Linked DNA regions of Mus musculus: region 2 is linked to region 1. Evidence: chromatin contacts called from public HiChIP or PLAC-seq data. All regions are on one chromosome and are shown on one strand. The core of a region is the stretch at or near the end of the contact, and the rest is flanking DNA. Distances in the headings are between cores, read along the strand shown.

The links. HiChIP or PLAC-seq counts read pairs in DNA pulled down with a chosen protein or histone mark.
Region 2: a contact with region 1 is called in an H3K4me3 HiChIP or PLAC-seq map of forebrain, with 6 times the contacts expected there. The contact joins the enhancer-like site here to the promoter of Tmppe in region 1. A contact is called at or near these places in 1 of 39 promoter capture datasets (embryonic stem cells), 1 of 484 Hi-C or Micro-C datasets (ganglionic eminence) and 6 of 115 datasets of contacts at active chromatin or transcription factors (astrocytes, bone marrow-derived macrophages, forebrain and 2 more).

The regions. Positions count from the first base shown.
Region 1 is chr9:114,395,325-114,402,582 of GRCm38.p6, forward strand. It overlaps Tmppe (transmembrane protein with metallophosphoesterase domain), which reads left to right and starts at 5,771. Exons shown (of 2, transcript NM_001200002.1): 1 at 5,771-5,945. Glb1 (galactosidase, beta 1) reads left to right here and starts at 5,754. Exons shown (of 16, transcript NM_009752.2): 1 at 5,754-5,945. The coding sequence starts at 5,868.
Region 2 is chr9:113,978,768-113,985,425 of GRCm38.p6, forward strand. It overlaps Fbxl2 (F-box and leucine-rich repeat protein 2), which reads right to left. Exons shown (of 15, transcript NM_178624.6): 11 at 6,506-6,566; 12 at 5,774-5,818; 13 at 5,218-5,274; 14 at 691-903; 15 at 1-173. The coding sequence ends at 66. Among named protein-coding and RNA genes, the nearest start is that of Fbxl2, 45 kb to the right of the region's middle. Within about 2 kb of position 2,429, at least 84 of the 459 cell types and tissues checked have an H3K27ac peak or open chromatin away from gene starts, as enhancers often do. A contact at or near this core is called in astrocytes, forebrain and stem cell-derived neural progenitor cells, where this site is marked.

The sequences.
Region 1 (7,258 bases), core at 4,521-7,020:
TTCTACATCTTCATCTGAAGGCAAACAGGAGAGGACTGACTTTAGGCAGCTAAGAAAAGAGTCTTAAAAGCCCACAGTCACAGTGACACTCCTCCTCCAAGGCCACGGCCACACCTACTCCGATAAGGCCACACCTCCTAATAGTGCCACTCCCTGGGTCAAGCAAATTAAGACCATACCACACCTGCCCTGTGCTTGTTTGTTTTGAGCCTCTCATTCTACAGCTAGGGCTGGCCTTAAACTTGCAGTCTTCCTGCTCCAGCCTTCCAAGGTGTGAATCATCATGACTGGTTTATTTATGTATATACGTTTTAAGTAACTTTTAATTTTCCATTTTGTATGTGTGCGCTTGTGTGTGCGCACACGTGTATCGGTGTGTGGAGTTTAGAAGTTGACATCTGGTGTCTTATTCAGTCACTCACCACCTCCTTTTTGTTGTGGTGAGATCTTTTGAACCTGGAGCTCACTGATTTGGGAAGATTGACTGGCCTAAAGGCCTTAGGGCCCTCTGTGTGTTCCCCAAAACCGGGATGATAAGAGTGCTGCTGTACCCAGATTTTTATCTTTTTACAGCATGATTTCTGAGAATTCAAATTCAGGAAATAAATATTCAGCTTGTAGGGATTAGAACTTTATGTCAGATAAAACAAGGTACAAGATGGGTTGATACCATAGGACCAGAAAGACAAATAGAAAGATTAAAGCCATATGTGGCTAATAGAACCATGAATTTATGGGGTCATGATTTATTGTAGCAATGGAAAACACAGATTAACATTCCTCGGATCTCAGAAACAAATCATGAAATAAAGAATGGTTCTGAGAGAAATATTAAAAGGTCTTATCAAGAACACCCACAGACTGTCCAGGTTGTACATAAGCAAGACACACAACTGCAAAGAGACTGGATAGTAGGAAAAAAGACCGGGGAATTAAATCATCCGGATACATTGACCTCAATGGAAACCAGGATGTGTTACATTGTTACAATATGTTACATGGGGAGGAGGTTTTGACTTTGTATCCACAGGAGACCAAAAGCTGTATGTTAAGACCTAGGTAAAATATTAAGGCCTAGATATAATGTTAAGGCCTAGCTGTTAACTGGCTAGCTGGTCAGTTTGTGCTGTTACTAATATTATAAGGTCACATATGTCTCTGCTGTTACAAAGACATTTTCAAATGCCAAGATTGATTACGTATTCTGTTATGTTCTGTGCCCTTGGAAGCCAGTCATGATAGACGACATTAGACCTGCTTTGTATGTTACCCACAATAAGCTTGGACCCAAACCAACCCCCCAGCAGCATTTCCTGCCCCTTTGTATAAGCTTTTATGGTGTTTGCTTTTGTAAGCTGCCCCTGGGATGGACCCCAACATAAGAGAGATACCTGAACTAGTATAAGAAACTATTTGGAATAAGGCTTCCATTTTGAGCAGAAATCAAGTACAGTTTAAATTCCGGAGACCTCCCTGGGAACTGACACCCTGCTATGGCAGAAAGAGACATAGACATGGGTAACCAACATCTTAGTTGACAAGTTAAGACATGAATGTTAGACGAGTCCCATCCTGGTTGACAAGTTAAGACATGAATTTGTTAGACAAGGCAAGTCCTCTGTCACAGTTGAATACCCCAACCAATGGAAACAGGATAAGTGAACATGAAGACACATTCCTAAGGAAGTCCCATATCCCTAAATTCTGATTGGTGAAATAGGTTGGCACAGATGTTTGTAGATCTCAGGCTTAAAAAGCCCTATAGGATCTCAACTCAAGGTCACAGTTCAGCTCTTGAGCCTGGAAGGTGGACCTGATCGATCAGTCTTGGGGTGCGGCATTCATTAAGCCACCCCTATTTGGCTGAGATCAGTATCAGCGGTTTGTGTGGTGATTCCCAGACCCCATCACAGTGGCTGCCATCACGATTGATAAAGATTAGATTTGAACAGGAGAGATCTCCTGAATAAGGAGAGGTGATAGTTCATCAGACAGCTTGGTCATTCAGTCCAAACTAACTTATAAAGACTAACAAATGCCTTTCATTTGGTCAAGCATGAAAAAAAATGAAATTAAAAAATCAGATTTTTGAATGATATTTACTAAAGGCAACTTGCCTTACTGGCATGAAATAAAAGATGGGTTTTCTTAAACCATGTTTCTTGATTCAATGTTAGAATGTTAGATTGTAGATTGCCGTGTGACCCAGGCCACCTTGGACATCAGCTTTTGAGTTTTCACTATAAAGGATATGTTTGTTGTTTAGTATCAAAAACACCGTTAAGAGACTTAGAATATTTTAAGTAAATTCAAAGGGTTATTACAATTCCAACTTGTTTTCTAAATCTCTAAGAGTTGGAGTGATTTGGAACTAAGATAAAATATTTGAGCAGAGCAGTGATAGCCATGCCTTTATCCCCAGGAGAGACAGGTGGATCGCTATAAGTTAGTTGTTTTCTAAATCCAAGAGTTACAGTGAACCAGGTGGTGGTGGTGTAGGCCTTTAATCCCACCATCCAGGGACAAAATTCAAATATGGACCCTAATGAGTATGTTTGTACACTAGAGAAATCACATATCATATTTACAGCTTATAACCCTCTACAGGGTTACTAGAAATGCAGCTAATACCCAATGGGGACAGGGACAAAGAGCAGCTTCTGTGACTGCTGCTAAGCTCCTCTCTGTCATGCAACTCTGACCAGTACTGAGCCAGATGATACCCTGATTATGAGTATCATATTTATTGGTGACTTAGCAACTGGGGACATGTCTTCACAAAGCAAAAAGGAGTCCACCAACATTTGCCTGTTGACTTCTAATGCAAATGCTTTCCATATATGGAAAATAAATATTCTGTCTTTAAGAAACAAATCTGGACATTTTACTACGCGGCGTGGAGAACCTTATACTCAGTCGGTGCCAACCACTCTGTGGTCATAAGGGTGGGTCTGCCAATGATGGATTGGATCTGTTTGAAGGTAGAGTCCTTTGAAGGCTTAGCTATGGAAAGGGAGGTATTACAGTGGGACTGGTACCTATGTGAATTCTTCATGACCAGGATGTGGTAGCAAAGGGTCTACACCTTCCTGCACAGAGAAAATAGCTCATATGCTTATATTCCCGACCGTAAATTGCTCATCCCTCCCCAGAAAGAGGCACCTATTGAACTGTGGGGACCAATGGAATGATCACAACATTTGGCTAATGCGCTATTTAGTGATGTTTCATCAACCACTGATGAAACCAAAACTTATGGAAAGTGGCAGCCTGTAGACCGGGGGATGGAATGGCCATCACTGAGGAAGGACCACAAAATCAGTGCAGCACTATTGCCTGTAAGACAAACCACTAGGAAAGCAAAGGGAAGATGTCTGTCTTCTCTAATTCATGTGCAATGGTATAGCAGCTATACGGCCATCAAAACGGAAAACCACTAACTGATGGATAAATGGCAAAGATATCTGGTCCTGGTTGTTGGGGGACGGAGGGACAGAAATGGAAGCAGGAAAACCTAACAAACTTAGCAAAGATATCAAATTATGTGTAGCCCATACAGGCAAGAGAGTCAAAATGTCCAAAAATAATGAAACAGTGTAGAAACATCCCCTGTGTGGAAATTTACTAGAGGACACATCAGGTCTAGAGATGTCTATCTAGAGTGGCATGTAACCCAGGCTAGCCTCTTATTTGTGGAAATCCTTCTGCCTCCCCCTATAGAGCATTAATGATTACAGGTGAAAGCCACCACACCACAGTGGCTTAGACCACCAAAGACAGAGCTAAAATGTCATGGACAAACTGGAGATCCAGGTGAGAAGATGACAGGAGTTCATTTAGAATCCAGTGAAGGAGTTAGTCTGTCAATAACCTAATTTAACTACATGTTCTACCTATCAAAACACACTGTGAGAGTGGACAAGGCAGTATACACCTCCCATCTTAGCATCTAGGAGGCAGAGGCAGGCAAGTTCTCTGTTTCACATAGAATCTCAGGGCAGCCAGAGCTGCATAATAAAGGCCCTGTTTTATAGAACTAAAACAACCACTGAACCATAGTAAGTTCAAGGACAGCCTTGAGATCCTGTTTTTTAAAAAAATTCAAATTTTGGGCTGGGCGTGATGGTACACACCTTTAATCCCAGCACTTGGGAGTCAGAGGCAGGCAAATTTGAGTTCAAGGCCAGACTGGTCTACAGAGTGAGTTCCAGGACAGCCAGGGCTACGCAGAAAAACCCTGTCTCGAAAAACCAAAAAAAAAAAACCAAAAAAAAAAACAGCTTTATTTAGGATATTTATTTGTATATTAGTATATATGACCCCGTGTGTGAATGCCCACATGTGTGTATGTGCGCCATGGTGTACATGTGGAGGTCAGAGAATGATATCTGGTGTGTGTCCTGCTCTGAGGCCGTTTGTCCTACTGTTCTCCTTTGCATAACCCAGGCTACCTGGCCCCAGAGTTCAGGATTCGCCCATCTCACTGTAGGAGTGCTGCGCTGTGCAGGTTCTGAGAGTACTCACTCCCGCCTCCCTCTCACATCGTCGTGCCCCACCCGTATCCCCACCCCAAACCCTCTATCACTAAAAACAACTACCAGCCCAGTCTTCAGGCTATCTTCTAGAGTTCCAGGCCAGCTAAAGATACACAGTGAGGCCGGGCGTGGTGGCGCACGCCTTTAATCCCAGCACTTGGGAGGCAGAGGCAGGCGGATTTCTGAGTTTGAGGCCAGCCTGGTCTACAAAGTGAGTTCCAGGACAGCCAGAGCTACACAGAGAAACCCTGTCTCAAAAATCCAGAAAAAAAAAAGATACACAGTGAGAAGCTGCCTCAGAAAAACAAACAGAAAGAAAGAAGGAGAGAGAGAGAGAGAGAAGGAAAGAAAGAAAGAAAGAAAGAAAGAAAGAAAGAAAGAAAGAAAGAAAGAAAGAAAGAAAGGAAGAAAGAAAGAAAGAAAGAAAAAGGGGATTTAGGGGTGTGGCCCAATAGTAGAGTACTTGCCTAGAATTAATGAGGACCTGAGACTCACCGATAGCATTGCAAAAAGTAAGTGAAATAAATAAATAAATAAATAAATGAGATAATGCCTAAAATAAATGAATATTGTTATTGACTACAACTCATTAAAGCTGGGAAAATCTCATGTATATTTAAGTCAACGTCAACTAAAGCAGAGGTGATGACCCATGGCTATACTTCCAGCATTCAGGAGGCAGTAGGCGGAAGATCAGAAGTTGCCAGAGGGAAGGGCTACTGTTCTCATTAAAAATCAGGGCACTTCAAAATAACTTGGCCATAGCTGAGTCACACTTAGAATTCCTCTGTAACCTACTACAGTGCTTCTTCACCTTTGCTTTCACTGAACCTCGGAGCTGGGTCCGGGTCTAGGACTTCAGGGTTTCTGGGCTGGGGCCCAGAGTCTGCATTTCCATGTTTAAGTCTCGTTGGCCTGTGGACCACACCTTGTGAATGTTAGACCACGTGCTAGGGAGAGTTTTAGGGGCTAGGCTTCTAAGGCCAGAGCACTGAGGACTGACTGGCTGGTTTCCTCTTCCCTGCTCAGTTCTTTTCTGGCAGCCGGGACAGGCTGAAGGCCCCTGTGAATGGCCAGCCCCTGAACTTCATCATTGCTCATTCAGGGGTGCCGCCATTCCGGAAGGAAACACAGTTGTGGGAGATGCATAGACCACAGCTGCTTCTGAGTCACGTGGCCTACAGAGGCTGGACCTCCACTCGCAGCACAGAGCCTCGGGGCGGGGCGGAGCTGGGGGCGGGTCCTGGCATAGGGTCCTCAACAACCCCCGGAGGTGCAGCGGCTGGCCAGAGCGCCCACTGCCTAACGGAGAGACCCCATCGTGGCGCGATCATGCTCCGGGTCCCCCTGTGTACGCCGCTCCCGCTCCTGGCACTGCTGCAACTGCTGGGCGCTGCGCACGGCATCTATGTAAGTCTCCGGTGCCACCGCGCGGGGACGCTCCGCCGCTGGGAAGCGGGCAGAGGCCGAGGAAAGCCGCGGCTCTGCAAAGTCGGGATCCGGGTTACCCTCGATCACCCGCTCAGAGCAGGCAGGCCGCCGAGGCGCAGGCAGTGGTCGGGCCTCCCGTAGGAGGCGGGCCGGACGGGCGGGGCGCGCGTCCTTCCTGGTTGCTGGCGCGCGTGGGTTCCGCTGCGGCGGTCCCGTGTGCACGGACCTGCTTCCCGGTTTGTGCAGCGCGGTCGGGGGCTAGCTGAGGTGCGCCTGAGTCTTTCCAGCTTCGGTTTCTGGGGAGAGGGGTCCAGGCTGCGCGGGGCTGCTAGAGGGCTCCGCGGGCAGTGGCGTGGGGCGCGATCCTTGCGGAGTTCGGGCTTCATGGAACGCTCCGGAAGGAGAAAAAATGGGGTCAGGAGTGGCTCCTGCAGTGGGGTCACAGGAATATTCGCTTTCAGAGACTTCTCCCTTTTCAAACATACTGTTCATGTTTCTCGCTAGCCACCTGCTGGCTGCTTTTAGTTTGAGGTGTGCATCGCCTTGTTTGTTGGAAGCCTTTTTCTTCTTTTAGGGTTTGGCGGTGCGGGAGGAGGGTGGGAAGAGGCCAAGTGCTACAGGCGAGGTCTGGGTGGCAGGGCAGTGGCTGAGGCGCGTGGGACACGCACCTGGGGAGGTCTGCACCGAACCTGCGAAGGGGACAGGGCGTGGTGGAACGGGGCTCCTACTCATTTGCACTTTGAGCGAGTCACCTTGGGGCCCTCCAGATGGACTGAGTCGGGTAAGTTCAAGTACTTGGTAGTAGACTTTGAACCTTGTAGACTTGTAAAAATTACACTCTTGGAAATGGCACACGTTTATCTAAAACCAGAGTTGAAACTTGTTTAAGTTTCTGGAAAACAGTTGCTGAAAATGCTTTCGATTAAGGAGAACGAAAATTTAGTGCCGGCTGCTCCGTCAGAGCTTGAGGTCTTGAGAACCAGTGGGCAGAGGCTCCAACAGGTAGGGGAAAGGAACCCATATATCTGGAGTGTCAGGATGGGCAGGAAGAGATAAGGATTTATGGAGGTGTCACCAGTCTGATGTAAGTCACCAGGCAAGAAATTGAGGTGCCCTGTGAGAGCCGAACCCTGAGACGCTGCTTTGTGATCTCCGCGGGAATTCTTAATTATGTAGCTATCCCTCTTGAGCAGTTAGATTAGAGCCAAGAAATTCCAGCCAACTGGCTTTCAGTTATTTTTGTTTGTTTGCATCTGCAACGTTAACTCTCAAACTTCAGACCTAGATTAAAA
Region 2 (6,658 bases), core at 1,179-3,678, 420 kb before region 1:
ACGATGGAACAGCCAGGAGACTGGTCTAACCTGGAGGATGGGGCCCGTGGCCTAAGCAGCTGCTGTCAGAGTATGACACAGCATCTGCACAGTCGATGTCCACTTCCTGCCACTGCTGGTGGAGGGGTGACTGGAGCAAAGTAGGCATGGACTTTGACATGAGGAAGCTGAGCCTAGAAGGAAATGGAAAAGGAGTCGTCTGCCCTGGGATTGCGATTCTTGTATAACCTTTGAAAACCTCTAGTCCGTTTACAATTGATTGCATTAATTAGGCAGGGAGCATGCTGTAAGCTAGAACTGTCCCTGTTAAAACCCCTCTAGCCCTGGGCCCCAAATCACCCTCTAAAGACAATTGGAAACACTTCTCTCTAGTGGCAATGATCTAAGGGTACATGTCTGAAGGAGCCTATGGTGGCACTTCTGTAATCACAGTTTGTATAAATACACCAGACTGGAGAACTGGGTATTGGGTTTAGTATACTGTGTATGCCACAGCATGTATGTGGAGGTCAGAAAACAACACTGAGTTGGTTCTGTTACTTTGTACCATGTTCTTGGCCATGAAATCAGGAAGACAGGCTTGGTATCAAGCACCATTAACCTGCTGAGCCCACTCACAAGCCTGGATGTGGATTTCTGGGTCTCCATCTCCCAGCTGCCAAGGAGAGCCTAGGAGGGACTAACACCTACCCGCATGCGCTTGATGCCTGCACGGGTGACCTGCTGGCAGTCGTAAAGCTCCAGTCGCTCCAGGCCTCGGCAGTTCTCCAGGTGCTCCAGCGAGGCGTCCGTGACAAGAAGGCAGTTGTCCAGCTCCAGCACCCGGAGTCTCTCGTGCCCACAGGTGCTGCTGCTCAGGTGCAGGATCCCCTCATCTGTGATGAGCTCACAGTGGGACAAGCTCTGGGGAGGAGAGGCACGCTAAGCTCCAGCTAGGAAAAGTGTCCAGAGTAACTGCTTGCTGTACTGCGGTGTGGCAGTGTCCTCTGCAAAGCACGCGCTGAAGACTCAGTGCCATGTGTGGGAAGGGTCACCATGAATAAACGGAGGGCTGGAAGAGCCGGAGACTACCAACACCTCATCCGACTTAACAGCCTGCCGGGCTTCATTCTCCCCTGTCTAGTGCATAGGAAGTAATCTGCGGTTTTCTCTAAGAGCTACCCCCGACCACGGCTTTCCAACCAGAAACAAGGAAAGATGCTTCAGGGGACAGTTCCGAGTTTACTCCCTTGACCAGTTTTATGGCCCAGTTTGAGTAAAGGTGCCAATAGTAAAGCCAGTAGATTTACTGTCCTTGTCTAAAATGCACAGGGTTGGAAGTGTAAATTAAAAGCACATACTGCTCACAACTGGTAACTCCAGCTACAGGAGCATCCACAGTCCCATGCATGGACCCTAGCACAGACACGTACACACATTAAAAGTACACACATCCATGATTCAGTTGTGGCTATGCAATGAGATCCTGACCTTGGTCATATATCACCAGCCTCTTAGAAGTGGTAATTAAGGTTGCAGAAGTACTAGGGTGAGTTTACATGGCCAAGTTTACTTAATAACTTCAGACTGGACAGTTGCCCCCCACCCATGAAAATAGAAAATGCATATGAGCATAAATGCTGTAAAGAGAAAAGATCCAGTGTCTGAGAGCGACCGACAGGCTGAGCTTGACAGTCCGTGAGCTAATAATGTCAGGTGCTGGGGTTCAGGTAGGAAAGGACAGAATGTGCTTGGAGGCCCAGGCTGGGGGACAAGAATGTCAGGCTCAGAGTGTGGCAGGAGACAGGCCACCATTGGGGTCACAGGAATCAAATGAAGATCACCAAACTTGGCAGCAAACATCCTTCCCATCGAGCCTGCTCATGGGGTTCCCCTTGCAGCCCAGGATCCCTGGGTGATGTTACACTTCCCAGAAAGGCCAGCAGTATAGAACCCTGTTAATTCTTTAAGTGTTAGCAAAAGTTCTATAGCATTTCTACATGTTCCTACATGTACATTTGGGGTAATTTAGGAACTTCCTTAAGGGTTATTTGGGTTATTTTATATCAAGTGAGTTAGACGTTCATTTCGCTCATGTTGTCAGATTTATGTAGTTGTGCCTCCTACAAGTTTAGCATCCATAATGTGAAAATTTGAAATTCTCCAAATCTAAACAATTTTGATTATCACTACAAATAGAACAGGTCACAGTCAGAACACGGTGCAGTAGCAATTGTGAAAGGTGCACGTTAGGCATAAGATTAATTTGTTTCTAGATTTTGGACCTAGCCTCAAGTACTTCATTATCTAAGTGTATATAATGAGACAATCTGGAAGGCCAACACCTTGGCCCCATTTTAGATACAGGACGCTCAGCCTGTATAGACCTGGTGGCAGCTGATTGCTGCTGATACTAGCAGCCTGGCCTGGGGCCTGTTTCCAAAGCAGCAGCCAGTGTTGCTAGGATACTGCTCTGGTGTTTGTGTTTTCCACTCACTGTGCTCTACCGTGTTATGGCCTTTTAATTTGGGCTTTATTTTGCTTTCTTCTGACGACACTGTCCTACTTCACTTGGTATCCTGTCCTCCTGCTCAGCCGGGTGAAGCTTGTGCCAGGATCCCCTTCTGTCTCGACAACATCCTCTGCATGAGGAGAGTCTCGAGTTTACCTAGTGACGCTTCAGCTTCTTCCCTTGCCTGCTGTGGGATCACACCGTTAATGTGGATGTGCGCGTCTGTCTCCCAGCCTTGCCGCGTGCCGGTGCTGTGTGTTCTGTTTAACATACTCAGCAGTGGCACTGTAACACTGAGGACCCACTGTCGTGCTTTCTGTGGTAGTAGATTCATTTTAAATTCACCCCAGTGTCCTCCCAGCACTTCCTGGAGATTTCCATCACAGGATTCTGAGGTGAGGATTCTGGGCCTTTGCCAGTGTCTGCCCAAGGATCCTCGTGAGGAAACTGGCTTTGGTGGTTGGAAGATGGCCCATGATGAGCATCTGCCCGAGGTCTGGTCAGCTTCAACCTACAGGAACATGGTACCAGCTTGGGACTTTTTAGCCCTGTTTTGGTTCTAACTGTGATCCTATGACTGTCACATCTTTTGTCCCTGCTCCCAAGTCACCCCCTTTGTTCTCTAAAGGCTGTGCTCACTTGCCAACACTAGACCACTTTGCTTTAAGGCCGTTCACTGGTTTTTGGTTTTAATTTTCGGAACAGTTCTATGTTCTGTATCTACTCATGAGCACTGACTTTGTTGCTTTTATGGTGTCTTCATAATTTCTACCAGGAACATTTTTCTGAAGTCCACTTTAAAATGTCAAATGTCATGTTAATCTGGACTTGTCATCTGCACACTGCCACCAAACATAAGTCCAGACTGTTCTGTTACATCCAGAATGCTCCGACACCTTCATTACATCTCCTTGCACCAGGCCTATAGTACTGCGTTGTGAGGTAAGGCCCCGTAGTCTGCATCCAATGGCCAAGTCCCCATACTGATCGTCCGATGCCTATGGGGCAGTTGCCTCGCCGCCGTGAGACAGGTAGGTGTTCAGACCCCTTCAGACAGCCTGCCTCAGGTCTGCCTTAGGTCTAGGCTCCCTGTGTGCTCTCAGGTGGTCCTGCAGATTGTCACTCCTGGGCAAAGATGAAAGACTGTCCATTCACCCTTTCCTGGCAGGAAGCATAGCTCTGTTTTGAGTTACTGCCAGGAAGGCTTCTTGGTAGACCATCCTCCCCCTGGGTCCTCTGAGCAGAAACAACAGGTTCTTGGGGATTTGTTCCTGTCTCAGAATCCCTTGTTATCAGCTCCTTTAAGCCTATCTTGGGATATATAAAGCAAAAAACACCCAGTGACTCATTCAATCCCATGGCCCTAAGGTCCCTGGCTGGCTGCCCCATCTTCTCTTGGCCTTCTTAATATTTAAGTAGAAGTGTGTGCCTAGGCACTTAGTTGAAAGTCGATGATAAGGTAAGAAAGTATAAGGAAGATTTTTTTTTTTTTTAAAGACAGGGTCTCTATGTAGTTCTGGAACTCTGTATAGACCAGGCTGGCCTCAAACTCCGAGATCTGACTACCACTGCCCCCTGAGTGCTGGGATCAAAGGTGTGTGCCACCTGCTCAGCCAAGGAAGCCGGTTATCTAAGGAAGGCACTTCCAGCATAGAAGAAAGACTTCTTTTTTCCACTCATTCTGCCTTTTATCTGCCCTACTGGGCTGCTGGAGGAGACACTCACTGCCAGTCTGTCAATCACTGAGTTGGCTGTCCTTGTAAACTTGGGACCCACTATACTGCAAACGCACTTCACATGACGCCTGCACCTGGATTGCCCTCGGTGTACTGGGCTGGTGGGGGGGCTAATGGGGTGTCTAGCATGGGGTCAGGGGCCACATGCTGCTCACCCATGCCTTACACAAAGATTCACGTTCCAGAGCCAGGGTGAGATTGCTGATGCCCACAGTCCAGGCCAGGGGAGCCCTCAGGACACTTTGCAGTGAATAGAGTCAGCAGCCTGTGATGTTTCTCTTCTCCTCGGCCCTGAGTTGTAGTCTCACTGCAGGCCTGATGCTCTGTTCATCATCTTTGGTGGGTTTCATTTTAGTTTCTGAAGTAAGCTTTTTTTTTGATCTTGTTCTTTGAAATATGGTCTCGACATGGCAGCCAGGCTGGGCTCACACCTGAACTCTTCGGGTGGCAGCTTCCCAGGAGCTAAGATCACAGCTGTGCACCTCACACCACCTGACTCACTGTGGTGTCAGTTTAGTTTACTCTTATCTCCCATTTCTAAAAGCAGCCTGTGTAAAAAATGGGACCGCACTGAGAGTGGTATCCTGGTGTTCAGAAACCCCAAGAAAGGCTATCCTGACCTTACAGGACCCCTACACCACGCAGAGGGCCAAGCGAACACGAGCAGGCCCATAGGGTGGCCCCAATCTTTGCTCCTAGGTAATGGGATTTTTACATCGAACTTTCATCTCCCTGACAAGGTGAACATGAGGTTATGTGAATCGATGGGGCTGTGAGTTTCTGTCAGCTTCTCTCCCTCTCTACAACAGAAGTCATGTTCAGATGCCCCACAGCCCAGGCTAGCCCAGCAAGGAGGTCTAAGAGCAAGAGTGATAGTGGCTTTACACAAAGTGAACCCCGTGGCATCTGCTGTCTGTGTGTGTGTGTGTGTGTGTGTGTGTCCTCTCATCCCTAAGGCAGCCTGAAGTCTCACCAGTAGCTCGGACTCACCAGGGCTTGCAGCTTGGGACAGTGGATGGAGAGCTGGACGAGGGTGCTGTCGGTAATCTGGAGAGAGACACAGTCAGTGTGGCTCCTGCACTAGGGCTTAACACCCGGTCCTGGATTCTCCTGAGCGTGGGACTCAGAGGGAGCAAAAAGAAAAGTAAAACCTCATTCAAGCACACTGGGGCTCACACTGTCAACTCCTAGGCTCACTAGGAGGCTCACTGCTCTTTGGCCTTGCTTCTGGTGCCTGAGGGAGCCTAGGGACAGGACAGACATCAAAGCGGTGGGTGGGGAGTTCCCCAGAACACCCTCCTGTAGTCACCCTGTCACCCAACATGCAGGTTCATTCCTCTCACAAGCTCTGTGTGAAATAAAAGGCAACCCTGCTTATGCTTGGGAATGGATGGTACTCTCCTGCATGTGGAACCACCAGACACTTACAGACCCCATTACAAATGGCCTAACGGGGGCCTGATCCCCACCACCATGCTGGGTAGTACTGGTAACCTCTGCTTGCTACAATGCCAGCCCCCTAAGGGGTTGCCAGAAGTCCACTCACCAGGACACATTCTTCAAGGTCCATCTTCTCCAGCTCATGGCAATTCTGAAAGAGTCCATGGGGCTTTACTTTACTATGTGGGCACACAAAGAGTAGCCCTGCAGCTCACCTGTTTCACTGAGGAGTGGGCCCTGCTCCTTCAGCCATCCCAAACAAGTAATTCAGAGTGGCTGCCAAGCTCAGTCTGAACAGCGGTCATGGCTACCCACCCCAGTCATCCCCTCTCAACCAAGAAAGAGTTGTCACACCGGCCTACACCATAGATCAGACTCCTGCAGGAGGCGGGGAGAGGAGGATGCAGATGGTTACCCAGGCAGGATGGAAGGCGGGAGAGCACTGCCCTAGCCAGGGAAGCTGAGCAGAAGCCATACAGAGAGGTCACTGGAGAGAGGCTTTGTGCAAGGTGGGTCTCCCTGGCAAGCAAGACAGTGAGGCCTGAACTCAAGGCATCCTGCCTGTGGCAGTGTGTACTCAAGGTAACTGAATGTGGCCCACATTTCCCGGTAACTCAACTGCACAGTTCTTAACGTGAACTCAGTAAATGCCAACGTGGTGTCGAGAAGTTGGACACACCTGCCAGGATCTCCCCAGAGTCCTGGCCAGCTGACAGAAGTGCAAAGGTCATCGTGGTCATCTCCTCTGAAGCTAGGTGTCGGTGTCTTTGCATTCCCCAAATCTACCCTGAGTCACTTTGAATTACAGCACAGTTGTGTCCCAGACTTGATTCCTTACCCGAGCTAGCAGTGTAAAGCCTGCGTCGGTCAGATGGGAGCACCGGGCAGCCTCCAAAACTCTGCAGAGCGGGCATGAACAGGGGGGAAAGACACACAACACCTAGTTAGCAACAAACTCTGCATGGGGCACAGGCTGTTCTGAGAGCCTGCT